3 separate regions of the Mus musculus genome follow, and regions 2 and 3 are each linked to region 1. A link is a contact called in public promoter capture Hi-C data. All regions are on one chromosome and are shown on one strand. Each heading gives the region's core, a stretch centred on a gene start, on an enhancer-like site or on the middle of the called end of the contact. The rest is flanking DNA. Distances are from core to core; before and after follow the strand shown.

Region 1 (4,557 bases), core at 691-3,190:
ATAAAGACTCAACCCAAAGTTATTTTAATAATTCTGTAATGAAGTTATTTTTATTGTGAGTCAATGTCTCTACCTTCTGTGGAAATGGATGGAATACAAGTATTTTTAAATTAAAAACGAATATTTACATCTAATTAACTTGCATAAATTCTTTCTGCTTTCACTCAAACAAGGAACTGGAAAAGACATCTGAAAACCAAATAGGGATTCTTGGAGCAGCAAATAGGAATCAGGTTTCTTTTAGACAAGGAAACACTGTGCCAGGTGCTGGGGATACTGTAGTCAGGGGTTGCTTCTGGTCACTGAAGAGCCTCCTAACTATCTAGAGAGGACAAGTTAATTTGACACGGATTTCCTGTTAAAAATGAAACTGTTAGCTACACTGGATTAACAAATCATTAAGACTAATTTCAACTGCTTCTTGTTACCTTTAAAAATGTGTCTGTGGGGCTGGAGAGATGGCTCAGCTGTTAAGAGCACTGACTGCTCTTCTGAAGGTCCTGAATTCAAATTCCAGCAACCACATTGTGGCTCACAAACATCCGTAATGAAATCTGATGCCCTATTCTGGGGTGTCTGAAGACAGCTACAATGTACTCACATATAATAAATAAATAAACCTCTAAAAAATTTTTTAAAAAAGTGTCTGTGGGAACATTTAAAACTAGTATTTGTGGTTCACGCTCATCTTTCAAGGGTACAATGGTACAGAGATCCTTCTAAAACAACACCAGGCCTTTCATTCCTATCGCTGACAATGCTCCCTGAAGCTTCCGTGTTTCTCAGCTTCTGTGACACTGCACTATTGTGGTTTCTGCATTCGTCCTCCTCAGCAGCCTCGTTGTCCTCCTTCTACCTGGCTCTTTGTTGTGTTCCCTAAGTGTCCACCCAGTTCTCTGCTCCAACATCAAACAGCAAATCTACTTAAGTGACCCATGTTTACAGTTTACAGCTCTGACCTCAGGCCATCTTCACCCGCTGTCACTTCAAAAGTACTATTTCCAAACCACTGCCTAACTTCCTTATTTCTCTCTCATTCTCCAAACTTGAACCCAGTCAATCTTATGCGTTAGTTGAACAGATCGCCTGTCCTGCTCACGTTTCTTCTACGTTTCTGTTACTGGAACTCTCATTTCTCCTAGTTATGTAAAAAGTTACCTCAATTGTCTCATGCACTCCGTCCTCCACTACCAGGCGGATGTGCCTGAGCCTCTGTTCGCGGCAGTGCCACATTTGAAAACGTGAAAGGGAAGAACTAGCAAACACTAAAGGCGCCTACAAGCGTCAGACACATGCATCGTGACAGTTCTGAAGAAAGAACAAGCGCCATACGACTCTTCGCCTGCCAACAGACACACTGAGAAGTTAGCCCCGAGTGCCACTCACTCACTTCTGGACTATGACACACTCGGGGCACCAGACGCAGAGTTTCACCAGTTGCTCAAGGCGACCCAGCCTAGGGCGCTTCCTCTATCTCTAGCTCCACTCTGATCGAGAGGCCACCCCTGATGCCAGCCATCTGCTCCCGGCCGCCCGGGGAAGCCAGCACTTCCGGGGTACCAAAGCTCGGAGAAGGCTGCTCTCAGTCTGGCCCCGGCTGGGTTCCGAGAAACCGGCTTCACCCCGTTTCCCACGCGGGGTTCCTCGATCTCCGCCCGCCTGGACCCCGCCCCTCATCCCTAGAGACGCCCGCAGCGCGGCCCTCGGAGACACAGGCCCGCCCGGACCCCCGGCAGGCAGGCGACGGTGAACACGACCGGCAGAGACACCCTCCGCCCCGCACACCCTGGGCACGCACCTTCTCTCTCCGCGCCCGGGCGGCCGGCTCGCAGCCTAGGTTTCCGCCTCAGCTGCCGCTGTTTTGTTTCCGACGAATACTCGCGGCCCACGGAGCAGGTCGTCCTAGGCCCCGCCCTAGAGGTCTCACCGGTGTCGCAACTTCCGGCCTCGGCGACGTTGGCCCCTAGACCCGGGAGGGGACGGAGCTTCCGGTGGCGCGCGCAGGCCACGAGGGCTGGGGGCTGGAGCTGGCCTAATCCACTCGCATAGATGTAAGGATGTGCGCGACCTGAGGCCTCTCTAGGGTTTGAGGCGCGTCTAGCGTTCTTCCAGTCTACAAGTGACATTTTCCCTTGTTTTTGGTTGAGACTGCGATTCGAGCGTTCCCTGCCGGTATCAAACATACCTTGTAGGAAAGGATGGGCTTGAACCTATTTATTTGGTTTCCATGTGTGGGGACACCGTGCCTTGTTTTGTAGTGACATTTTAAATCCAACACTTCCCATTTCTCCACAGTATTTATTTGAACAGTTCCTCAAAACGGATAAAATTTACTGTTTGTACTCTCAATAAACCAAAGCGATTGGTGGGTAAACAGAACCTGAGAAATATCCTATTAGTCTAGGTTCCGAGTCTGAAAGTCTTCCCAGATGGCAAGCTTCTAGAAAGCAAAGAATGTTTCCTATCTTGATTTTTACATCCCTCAGATTTTCCTTAATCGGAGAGACAATTATCAACAGCACACCACACATTTCACTTGGGCAAAAAACAACAGAGAAATTATTCATAATCCCAAATAACCAGAAAACGGCTAATGTGCTTAAGGAGCACACACGAGGAACTAGATTCTACTCCCAACAGAGACAAATACATCGGGATGGTGTTGTATCTGAAATCATAACACTCAGGAGGAGATGGGGCAGGACAGTGAGTTGAAATCGGACTGGGATTCCTAGCAAATTACAGGTCAAACTAAGATACACTGGGTCAAACTTCCTTTTTTCTACTTCCCAGAAGGCCTCGTTCTAAATAGTAGAGCATCCATCTCCATTTTCTCCCAACATTCTCAACCCTGCTTCAATAAACTCAGACTTCACTATTTTCATGCTTAAGATCTTGATACTTTAGTCTTTTCCGCCAGCGGAATGGCAACTGGGAGGAGACATAGCATAACCTTGGGTAGTTTTCCCTCAATCATTTACTTATACCCTCAATCATTTACTTATATGGGAAGAAGGCAGAAAATTGTAGACAGTACAGAACAAGCTCAATACACTTGCTAAACAAGCATAGACTAAAAGCCATTTGCAAACTACATTAATTGCGATCTTTTGGTAGAATGGCAAATGCTGTAAACTATACAGAGAAGCAATTTCGACAAACATTTTTGTGCAAAGATGTTCGTGGAGTACTGGTATATATATAAAAAAATCTCACTGTCCTACAACAAATCTTAGTTCACCTAGGTTATAAAACTCATGAATGGGGCTGGTGAGATGGCTCAGTGGTTAAGACCACTGACTACTCTTCCAAAAGTCCTGAGTTCAAATCCCAGCAACCACATGACGGCTCACAACCATGAGATCTGACGCCCTCTTCTGGTGCGTCTGAAGACAACTACAGTGTACTTACATATAATAAATAAATAAATCTTAAAAAAAATACTCATGAATGAAAGCTATGAGCAAGAGAACTGTCTAATGGACAAAAATGGCAGTTGTATTTACACTCAGTGTTCCAATAGATTCTTGTAAAAGTAAACCCTCAAAGGGGAGGGGGGACAGGAACTGAGTAGACTACAGATACTTCTGTTTTCTATATTCCTTTTTAGGGATATAAACACAAATATTACATAAATGACATGGGAAGACTGACACCAGGGAAGGGCAAAGGTGATTAAACATTAACCACCAATGAATATCAAATAGACAGACAATGTTTATAGAGTGCCAAGAGAAGCTAATGTATCCCACTCGGGCACCCACGGAAATATCAAGGCACACAACACTTCTAACTATGTGAATAAGATCTGAGACATTTGAAAGGCACATACTAAATAATTTTCTATTTTTTCAATGTAATATAGCATTGAGGGTCTAGAAACACTAAAACCTAAGAATGACCAAACAGTGCCAAAGAATAGTGAGAATTTCTGCAGTGTAGCATTTATTTTCCCCATTATTCAAAACCTGGCAATAGGAAGATGAGAAAACCCAGTAGCAACTAATGAGTGAAGCAGGAAATGACTTGGCCTGATTGACTAGGTCACTTAGGAGAGGAGCCTGCAAGGCAAGACTAGGAATGCAGTCACTAGAAGCCAGGACCTAGTCAATCAGGCCAGGTTTTCCTAACAATGACTCCAAGGTAAGTAATATTTGCATATGACCAGAATTCACTTTTGCTCACAGAAACTTAATGATTTCCTACAGAAATATCTTTCAATGAAAAATTTGCCTTTATTTAGAATATCGCCTAGAAATCAAAATATGTTTCCTCAGTTTCTATAATTGGGTACAACTACCAACAATGTAAAGCTGCCAGGAAAAAATAAAAAACTGTTGAACTATTCATTTTTCCTTTTGTTATCAAAAAGGAACTGAGTGGGCTAGAGAGATTGCCTAGCAGTTTAGAGGTCTGACTGCTCTTTCAGAGGTCATGAGTTTAATCCCCAGCAAGCACATGGTGGCTCAAAACCATCTGTAATGGGGTCTGATGCCCTAGTCTGGTGTGTATTCATATACATAATAATAATAAAAAAGGGAATCTGAGTATTGTCTG
Region 2 (4,557 bases), core at 1,354-3,853, 240 kb before region 1:
AAATGTAAAGTCACTATGAGCTATCCGGTCTCATCTCTTGGCTCAGGTGTGGAAGTACCCTTATCGTGTCTGCTGAGACATGAACCTTCCTCTTTCTGATCCTCAGCTGATGACTGACTCTACATAATACACAATGACCAGCTTCTTTTGGGAGGGCAAAGATCACACCTCTAAGACATTGCGTATTCTTCCGGTCACACTCCTCCTTCAACAGAACCTGGATGGAGCCAGACGCACATGTTTCTTTGAATTAAAGGAGCTCTCATGATTAGCCTGTCTTGCAGGTTTTGATCATACTCTCCTCAATAGAAGGAATATAGGAAATTAGACTAGGCTATACTTTTGTTGGACATATTTTATGACGCCTAAACCTAGCATTTCGCTCTGGCAAGTGTAGGCCACTCACTGAAAAAGGGAACACAACATATGGAAGTTGGATCATCTTGTAGAAGTCACCACTTGACAGTATTCCCTTCCAACAGATTGAAGAGACAACTAGGTATCACACATTAATAATGTTAATAATAACTAATGGCTATTAAGTAGTTAAGATGTGTCAAGATTAGATGATATATCTTATTTATTCTCATAAAAGGTTTCCTTCTAGTAGCCAGGAGAGAAAACCAATCATTATATACACTCAGTAATAAGATTAATAGTAATAATAGTTATATATTTGTTATATTATACATTACATTATATATGCTGGCCCTAAATTGCATACGTTCTCTGATTTTGTTTCATTTTTAAATGAGCCCTATAGGTAGGATAGTTCTAAAATGTTTACTGATAATGAGCCTCCTGTTAGTGTTTATATACCGTGTAAGCTTCTCTCCTGAAATGTAGGCAGAGCCTAATAGCATATTGCTAACTAAAGGAATGTGGCAGAGGTGATGTGACATCACTTCTTTGATCAGAGTACAAAGGGCTGGCATTCTTTGTCTGGCCTTCTCTCTTTGCTTCTTGCTATCTCTGATGAAGTAAGCTGCCCTGTTATGTCTCCAAGGCCAGGCACTGATGAAGGCCTGCTGTCTGCTGCTCCTTAAGAACTAAGGCTTTAAGGTAAATTCTGTAAGAAACTTAATCCTGCCAAAGACCACATAAGAGAGCCACGAGGTAGATGACTACACTTTAGGAGAGACCCAGAGCCAGAGCCAGAGGACACAGCAAAGCTGCACCAGGATTTCAAACTCAGAGATACTATAAAATAATAAACGTAATAAATGTTTTAAGCTAGTAAGTTGTAGGGTGATTTGTTAGACAGCTAAAGATACCAGACACACATTTCATTTTGTAAACAAGAAACTGAAGCTTAGGGAGATTTAGCAACTTTCCTAATTAATCAACTGGAACTTTCCTACAGGTACAGTTAGTTTGTAAATGGCAGAACCAAAATTATTAATGACTATGGTGTGGGTGAGTGTTAGGCTCAAGAGGGCATAAGTTCAAGTGGTACATACCTTGCAGTCCCAATACTTAAGCAGCTAAGGGAGAAGTGTCATTAAACTGCCATTAAACTATGACAGTCTGGCCTACATAGTGAGAACAGGTCTCAAAACAAAGCAAGAAGGGTCCAAGTTTAAATTTACTCTCTTGTAAGGCTCCATGTGGCTGGGGTTTGAGAGTTCTCAAAGGCATTCTGCTTGAGCAATCTTTGGAAAATAGCCATGTTTCCAGGAAACTCTCTGCACGCATGTAAAACAGGGATGGACAAACCTTTAAATGGTGCTAAGTACTTTGCTTGGCCCACTCCCTGCTGTAGAAGAATAGCTGGTCCGCCCAGAGATTTGGTGATAGTAACTAGGGCCCCCTTTCAATAGCACAATGGCAGCATTATGAGCTGACACCTTACCCATTTTATAAATAAGCACACTATAAGCACATCATTTTTCTTGAGGATGAAAATGAGTATTTACTAGTAAGGCATGGTATGGCATTAAAAAAAAAATCACAGGGGCTGGAGAGATGGCTCAGTGGTTAAGAGCACTGACTGCTCTCCCAGAGGTCCTGAGTTCAATTCCCAGCAACCTCATGGTGGCTCACAACCATCTGTAATGGGATCGGATGCCCTCTTCTGGTGTGTGTCTGAAGAGAGTGACAGTGTACTCATATACATAAAATAAATACATCTTTAAAAAAAAATCCCAGGCATCTGGAACAGAAAAGCAAACAGCTCTGCCCATGAGAACGGCCCCTTCCACACTCTCCCCCACTTTGCCTTCTCATCCACAAACCAGTCTTGAACTTTGAAGCCACAGTGCTCAGTTCCAGCACGGGAAAAACGGCTTGGCACTTCCATCTATTAGAAGTTCTTCTGCTTGGGATGGTAAAATCATCTTTTGCCTTGTGTTCAGCCAGAGGTCACCTTTATGAAGACATGTCCTTGGCTTGGCTACATAAATCTGTCCTTCCTTTGTCAGCTCTGACCAGCTGCCAGAGCAGCAGTCTTTGAACTTGGGGAGGCTTCCCAAGAAGATACGGAACAAGAGCCTTATAGAATGCATCCCAGGCACTTTTTTCCTTTAACGAGTGAGTGGCAGACACTGCACTTTACCTATCAGTGCACTTAAGCAAGCCAGTGTAAAGTCCACAGGCAGCACTGGGAGGGGGCAGCCTCCGGAGGGGAGGGCTGGCTCAGCGCTCTCCTGGGCTCCCAGACCAGTTTTCTGTCTCTCATGGCGGCTTCTCTCTTGCTTTCTCTTCTTCTTTCCTCAGGTCTTTCTCCTCCCCAAGCCCCTCTTTTCTTCCTAACTCTTTCCACCTTGTTAACTACTTCTTATCAGTAATCTTGCCTCCAGTGGCTGGCGGGGCGGCAGGTAACTCTGGCCCTGGTCTGCTCCCACCGCAACTTACTTCTCTAGCCCATCTGGAACTGGAATTGTGTCTAGAAAAGGGGGATCGGAGGATTGAAGACTTCCACAGGCAAGACATAGAGCTTATCGAAGGTGGGATTTGGCTCTTTAGACCAAAAAGCAAGCAAACAAACAAGCAAATAAATAAAATAAAAACCAAAAGCAAAAAAAAAAAAAAAAAAATGCCCAAAACAACAACAAAAAAAAAACCCAACCAAACAAACAATCAAAAACAACAACAACAAAACAAAACCCAAAACTAAACAAAAGAAAAAGAAAAAGAAATGAACGGAGACTTGAGTGTTGAATGTTGCTCTGTAAGAAGAAGGTAGAGAGGAAATGCCTTAGAGCCCATGAAGGCCTGGGCTTCTACTGTACCCCTCAGATATCAGGGTACCACAGTGAGTCCCCCATTTTGCACTCAGTTGGTAGAGTCACATTTGAGTCACATTAGAGTCACATTTGCCGCTAGCATACCTGCCATCATGGTCTGAATCAAGAGGTTCTGAACAGATAGCATCTACAGCAACCTCCACAGGCAGCCATACCAAACACAGAGCTGCAGACAAGCAGGCTCCAGGGCTCTTGATTTCTAAGAGGCCCTGTGGGGGGCTGGGAGTGCTGGAGAAGTACACAGAGCAGGGAGGCGAAGCAAGGGGCAATGGTAGCAGGCTAACCCCATGTGGATAAAACCAAAGACTTCGAGCAGTTTTGTTAACCCAACACCCTTGGTTAGTTCTAAGTGTGCATCTTAAAGCCTTCCTTCTTTCAACTTTTCTTCTTCCTGCTGGTTGTACACATTTATTTTAATTTTCCTCTTATTTTACAAAGGGGAACCTTGGGAAGTAGATGGGTAGGAGCGACCCAGGACAAAAGCTTGTTTTTAGTGGTTGAGATAATGAGTGGCTGACCTTTGTGGCAATTATTCACCAACTTTTGTGATAGCAGTCTGAGTTCCTAAACTTAGTGGTCGAGTCCCCTTCTCGAGACTGCCCTAATTCTATGTTCTGTATGGCACCTCATCACTGTGGCTGTGCAAGGGCCATTATTATCCAGAGCACCATAATAATGGCCATGCCCTCCTATGACGCTATTGTTTCCGATCTGCTAGGACATTAATTGCCTTCTGACTTGCTCTAAAATTGGTACTACAGCACAGCATCAAGGCTAGGGAAGGAGGCTGCTGGCGAGGCATTGAAAGGCTGTGTAAAAGGATGCTGGGATGTTGCAGCCTCTCCAGGCCCCTTCCTATTTGCTTATTTACTTCCCATGTTATAAGATGCTAGCTCAGGTCTTCTGTCCTGACTTCCATCTTATCTTGGTCAGTGCGTGATCTTTTCCTTCAGTGAAATGATTCAGCCATCTCTGGAGTTATTTTGGCTTTCACACTTTCCTTTTATGGATTTTCTGTGAGTCACTGAATTGAATGGGAGGGTATTTCTAAATTGGAAGGTGAGGATGAGAGAAAAGGGAAGAAGGTTCCAGAAGATAACTAGGGGGAAAAAAACCACCCCACTTCATTGTTATGTATAGTTACTGGAGGAATAATTTCCACTTAGTTTGATGATAGAAATATGCAGTTTATTTCAGCTCAACTAAAAATATAGACAGCTCTCCCTCCCCACAACCCCTACCTCATAATAATAAGCTACATAGTTTTAGATTCTGGAGCTTGCTCTGTAAAGGGCAGAAGGTTAATAAACAG
Region 3 (4,557 bases), core at 1,468-3,967, 140 kb after region 1:
ACAACCTGGAATTAGTTTCTGCCCAAACTCCTGTAACAGGAAGCATCCTCCCCCCCCCCCTTTCTTTTTTTTTTTTTTTTTTTTTGGCTTTTTCGAGACAGGGTTTCTCTATAGCCCTGGCTGTCCTGGAACTCACTTTGTAGACCAGGCTGGCCTCGAACTCAGAAATCCACCTGCCTCTGCCTCCCGAGTGCTGGGATTAAAGGCGTGCGCCACCACGCCCGGCTCCCCCCCCTTTCTTTACTCAGGGAACTATTCTTACTAGAAAGCTTGGGTCTTGACAGAGATGGAACCCGCCTTCAGGAATTTGTGGTTGCCCCCTGGGTCATGTCCAGTCCCCAGCTCAGCAGGCATGTAGGACCTCTGCCTCTCTGTTTTGTTTTGGACTTGGAACAGAGCTGCAACCAGTGTGCGACATCCTTCAAGGACAACGACACGAAGCATCACTGCCGGGCCTGTGGGGAGGGCTTCTGTGACAGCTGTTCATCCAAGACCCGGCCGGTGCCTGAGCGGGGCTGGGGACCTGCGCCTGTCCGCGTGTGTGACAGCTGCTACGATGCCAGGAATGTCCAGTTAGGTAATGTGGGGCTCAGGAGGGGCGAGCGAGAGTGCACCCACTGAATACCGGGCCCTGGATGCTCACTGCTCTGACCGTCACTTCTGAGAGCAGTTGCTCCTGGCCAGGGCTACTCACCCGCTGAGCTCCTAGCCAGATAGGCCTGTGCAGCTGAGCCTTGAGGTGGAGGTTCGGAAGACAGGATTGATTGATTAAACGTGGCCTGGCCTGAGCTCTGAGCTCAGTGGTGCTTCTGAGAGAACACACCTGCATATAGCTGATGAGTTCTGGGAAGCCAGACAAGCTTAGGTTGAGTCCTCTCTCTGTAGAAAGTTTAGGTCTTGCTCCCAGAACCAATCTGGTTGACTTTAAAAATAAGTTATAAATCAGTTCTAGAGAGGTGCCCAGGCCACTTTCAGGGTTCCATCTGATTGGCCCCACAAGTCACTGTTAGTTACTGTGGGAATCGGGAAGTGTTCCAGTGTGGCTCCTGAGCGCCTGCATGAGAGATGACTGCTGAGAGGCAACGGCTATCTCTTGTATTACCCACAGATGTGACTGAGGCGCAGGCAGATGATGAAGGTGGAACGCTGATTGCCCGGAAGGTGGGCGAGGCCGTGCAGAACACCTTGGGAGCCGTGGTGACAGCTATTGACATACCACTAGGTGGGCTTGGGCAGTGCCTATATTGGGGATAATGCATGTAGCATGAGGGGTTTCAGGGTCCCCTGGATGGTCATTTTGATTTGCTTGCTGACTTGATTGAGTTTGGCAGCAAGGAATGAAGGGAAGCGTTATATACTTCCTTTTGTGTGTGGAATCCTGTAGTAGTATCAGTTTCATTTCTGGAGGCCAGCCTCCTCACCATTTGTTGCTGTACATAAGGCGGGAGCATGCTATTTTGTCTAAAACAGTGTGCGTGTAGCGATCAGAAAGTCTGCTTATTCCCCTGTTGTCATTGCCTGCAGTTCCTGTCTTGAGTATTGCAGGGTAGCATTTGAACAGATTTGGAAGGTCCCTTCGGAGGACGGTTAAAGCTATGCTCAGTGGAGCATCCCTCTGCCTCTCTGGGTCTCTCCACTTGGTGTCTCTGGTAGTAGATGAACCACAAGGGTAGTTGAGGGTTTCAAGAGCTGATACTTTGTGGCTAGACAATGGCCTAGTGGTTAAGAGCACGTCCTGCTCTCTCTCACAGAGGACATTAAGTTCGCGTCCAAGCATTCATGTTGGGTAGCTCACAACCACCCATAACTCCAACTCCAGGGGATCTTCTACTCTCTTGGGGCTTCCACATGCGTGTGTACATGTGTAGATGCATGTATGCGTGCACACTGAGTGTGCACACACTCACAAATACATAAATAAATCTTAATTTAAAAAAAGCTAATTTATGGAACCAGGTGGCATATGCTTTTAATTCCAGCAGGTTGGTCTCTGACTTTGAGGCCAGTCTGGTCTACATAGTAAGTTTTAGGCCAGCTAGGGACACATGTCTCAGAGGGACAGACAGACCCTGGGACCCTGTTGCAGAGAGAAGGGGGGGGAGGAGAGGGGAAGGGGGAGGCGGGGAGGGGTGGTGGTGGCAGCTACTGCTTTAGTGTTTGGAGAGAGGAAGTGTGCTGTATGCTTCTGTAGTTTGTTGCTGTTACAGAGCCTGCTTAGGTTCAAGGAAGGGGAGCTGGAGTCTCAGAGGAGAGTGTGCCAGAGAACTTGTTACATTAGTTTAGTCATGAATTTTGTTTGAGTGCTTGTGTCATGGCCTGCTTGTGAAGGCCAAAAGGCAACTTCTAGGGTCAGTTATCCCCTTTTAGGTCATTAGGCTTGGAGGGGCAGGTGTCTCTATCTGTACCTGCTGACGCCTCTCATTGGCCAGGCCATTGCTAATTCAGCGTTTATGATCCTTCTCTGCATCAGTTATGAGGGGTGCTTACAGCCAGAGTAGGAAGAAAGAGAGGGGAAGCAAGTAGTGGCTGGAGGACTTGGCAGGACAGACAGGCGGACCTGGGATGTACTTGGGTATAGGGTAAGGGAGAGATCAGAGTGGCTAGAGAGAAAAATGGGTAGGCTACAAAACAAATTGTGAGGTTCTGACTCATTGGTGTTAGAATAGGTGGATTTGCCTGGTTTCAAGCTCAGATTACATCCACCCTGAGCTACCTGGGAGGGGCCGGGGCTGCCCCTGCTGGGAGCGGTTTGTTCATGGAGTGTTCCTTTGCTGAGCCTCCATCAGGTTGGATTTGGCCTGGTCTTTCCTCCTCCTCCTCCTCCTTTTTTTTTTTAAAAACAAAAACAAACAAACAAAAAAACCCAACCTGGTTTCTCTGTAGCTCTGTCTATCCTGAAACTCATTCTGTAGACTGGCCTTGAACTCAGGCCTGCCTCAGCCTTTGCTTCCCGAGTGCTGAGATTGAAGGCATGCTCCACCACTGCCCAGCTTACTGCAAGTGTTCTTAACCACTGAGCCAACTCTATGTCCCGGGCATATTATTTCTCGTTGTTGCTGGCAGCTTTCGAAGGGGTTGTTAATGATGAATCGGCCTGAGAGAGGTTAAGCTTGCTCAGTCCCACAGTCACCATGCTCAGTGGTGCTGGGATCCGACTGAGCGTCTGGCTGTGGAGTCTAGACTTGTTTGTGGCTCCTTCGACTGCAGTGAGTACAGTCACTGTAGTGTCTGTCACTCAGTGTGGTGGATAGAGGAACATCAGTACCTCAGCCACAGGTCCTGTGGTCAGGATAGAAGAAGCCTGGCACCTTTTTTGTCTTTTTAGTAATTTATCTATTGTGTTTGTGTGTGAGGGGCACTCACTTGCATGCATGTGCCATGGAACACACATGAAAGTCAGAGGACAACTTGTCGGAGTTGGCTTCCTCCTGCCACCATGTCCTGTAGAATGAACTCAGGCTTGGTGGTAAAATTGCCAAGCAGTTACAGACACCTGCTGGGCAAGCCTGGCACCCTGAGTTCTGTCCCTGGAACTCATGTAATAGAGGAGACTCGACAGAGTTACCTCTGACTTCCACTGGCACACTATAGCAGGGGTGCTGTGTGGCTCGTTTGGTAGAGTGTTTGGGTAGCGTTCCTGAGCCCTGGGTCTAATCACTGCATAAACTGGATGCAGTAGCGTACACTTCTAACCCAGGACTGGGGAAGTGAAGGCAAGAGGATCAGAAGAACAGGGCTATCCTCAGCAGCCATGAGGCTGAGGCTACCCTGGGCTATATGTCTCATAAAATACATAAATAAAGATAAACAGAAGAACACAGCACAGTAATGGTTCTGTGTGCGGTTGGGATGGCATAAGCCAGAAAGTGTCAGAGGGACGTGGGGCAAGGTTCTGGTGTCCTGACTGTTGTTCCTTCCCTGATGTAGGCCTGGTAAAAGATGCCGCCAGGCCGGCCTACTGGGTGCCTGACCATGAGATCCTGCACTGCCACAACTGCCGCAAGGAGTTCAGCGTCAAGCTCTCCAAACACCACTGCCGAGCTTGCGGACAGGGCTTCTGCGATGAGTGCTCCCATGACTGCAGGGCTGTCCCCTCTCGTGGCTGGGACCATCCAGTCCGAGTCTGCTTCAACTGCAATAAAAAGCCCGGTGACCTTTAACCCCAGTTCCCTCTCCGACTGCTTCACAATTCCTTAGGTTCTCAGGGTTAGAAACAGAAGTCTCACTGAGGTAGGCCCTCCTCCTGGTCACCTGGTGTGGTGTGTGGTGTGTGTACCCCCTCTCACGTCCCTCAGTGGAGGTGAGCCTGGCGGTAGATCCGAAGGCATGAACCACGTCAGGGCAGGGCATGGAGCAGCTCTCAGTAAAGCAGAATGGACCAGAGTCCATTGCATTTATTTCAGTTAAAAATAATAAATCTCTCTATATATATATATCTCCATTTATCCATCTAGAGGGGATTTGGAGTGATCAAGACTGCTTCTGCTTTGAAGACTTACCCTGGTGTGTCCCCAGCACAGGGATAAGGTGGCACTGGGAGTCAGTCTTGCTCCTGAA

The links. Promoter capture Hi-C pulls out the DNA fragments that hold promoters and counts their contacts.
Region 2: a promoter capture Hi-C map of liver shows a contact between it and region 1, with 4 times the contacts expected there. The contact joins the enhancer-like site here to the promoter of Psen1 in region 1. A contact is called at or near these places in 25 of 39 promoter capture datasets (the 3T3-L1 cell line, 3T3-L1-derived adipocytes, the C10 cell line and 16 more), 1 of 15 datasets of contacts at CTCF or cohesin (pro-B cells), 13 of 484 Hi-C or Micro-C datasets (CD4 T cells, CD8 T cells, the G1E-ER4 cell line and 8 more), 20 of 115 datasets of contacts at active chromatin or transcription factors (the NIH/3T3 cell line, the SCID.adh cell line, acute myeloid leukemia and 13 more) and 4 of 9 other capture datasets (adipose tissue, embryonic stem cells, liver and 1 more).
Region 3: a contact with region 1 is called in a promoter capture Hi-C map of embryonic stem cells, with 2.1 times the contacts expected there. The contact joins the enhancer-like site here to the promoter of Psen1 in region 1. A contact is called at or near these places in 6 of 39 promoter capture datasets (3T3-L1-derived adipocytes, embryonic stem cells, liver and 1 more), 6 of 484 Hi-C or Micro-C datasets (embryonic stem cells, epidermal suprabasal cells, nephron progenitors and 2 more), 3 of 115 datasets of contacts at active chromatin or transcription factors (differentiating embryonic stem cells, embryonic stem cells and extraembryonic endoderm stem cells) and 4 of 9 other capture datasets (adipose tissue, embryonic stem cells, liver and 1 more).

The regions. Positions count from the first base shown.
Region 1 is chr12:83,685,535-83,690,091 of GRCm38.p6, reverse strand. It overlaps Psen1 (presenilin 1), which reads right to left and starts at 1,940. Exons shown (of 12, transcript NM_001362271.1): 1 at 1,799-1,940.
Region 2 is chr12:83,923,372-83,927,928 of GRCm38.p6, reverse strand. All of the region lies in intron 1 of Gm31386 (a long non-coding RNA gene), which reads right to left. Among named protein-coding and RNA genes, the nearest start is that of Gm31386, 3.8 kb to the right of the region's middle. Within about 2 kb of position 2,603, at least 16 of the 459 cell types and tissues checked have an H3K27ac peak or open chromatin away from gene starts, as enhancers often do. A contact at or near this core is called in intestinal villus epithelium and liver, where this site is marked.
Region 3 is chr12:83,547,486-83,552,042 of GRCm38.p6, reverse strand. It overlaps Zfyve1 (zinc finger, FYVE domain containing 1), which reads left to right. Exons shown (of 12, transcript NM_183154.4): 10 at 397-577; 11 at 1,109-1,222; 12 at 3,928-4,557. The coding sequence ends at 4,160. Among named protein-coding and RNA genes, the nearest start is that of Gm51952, 12 kb to the left of the region's middle. Within about 2 kb of position 2,717, at least 11 of the 459 cell types and tissues checked have an H3K27ac peak or open chromatin away from gene starts, as enhancers often do. A contact at or near this core is called in embryonic stem cells and trophoblast stem cells, where this site is marked.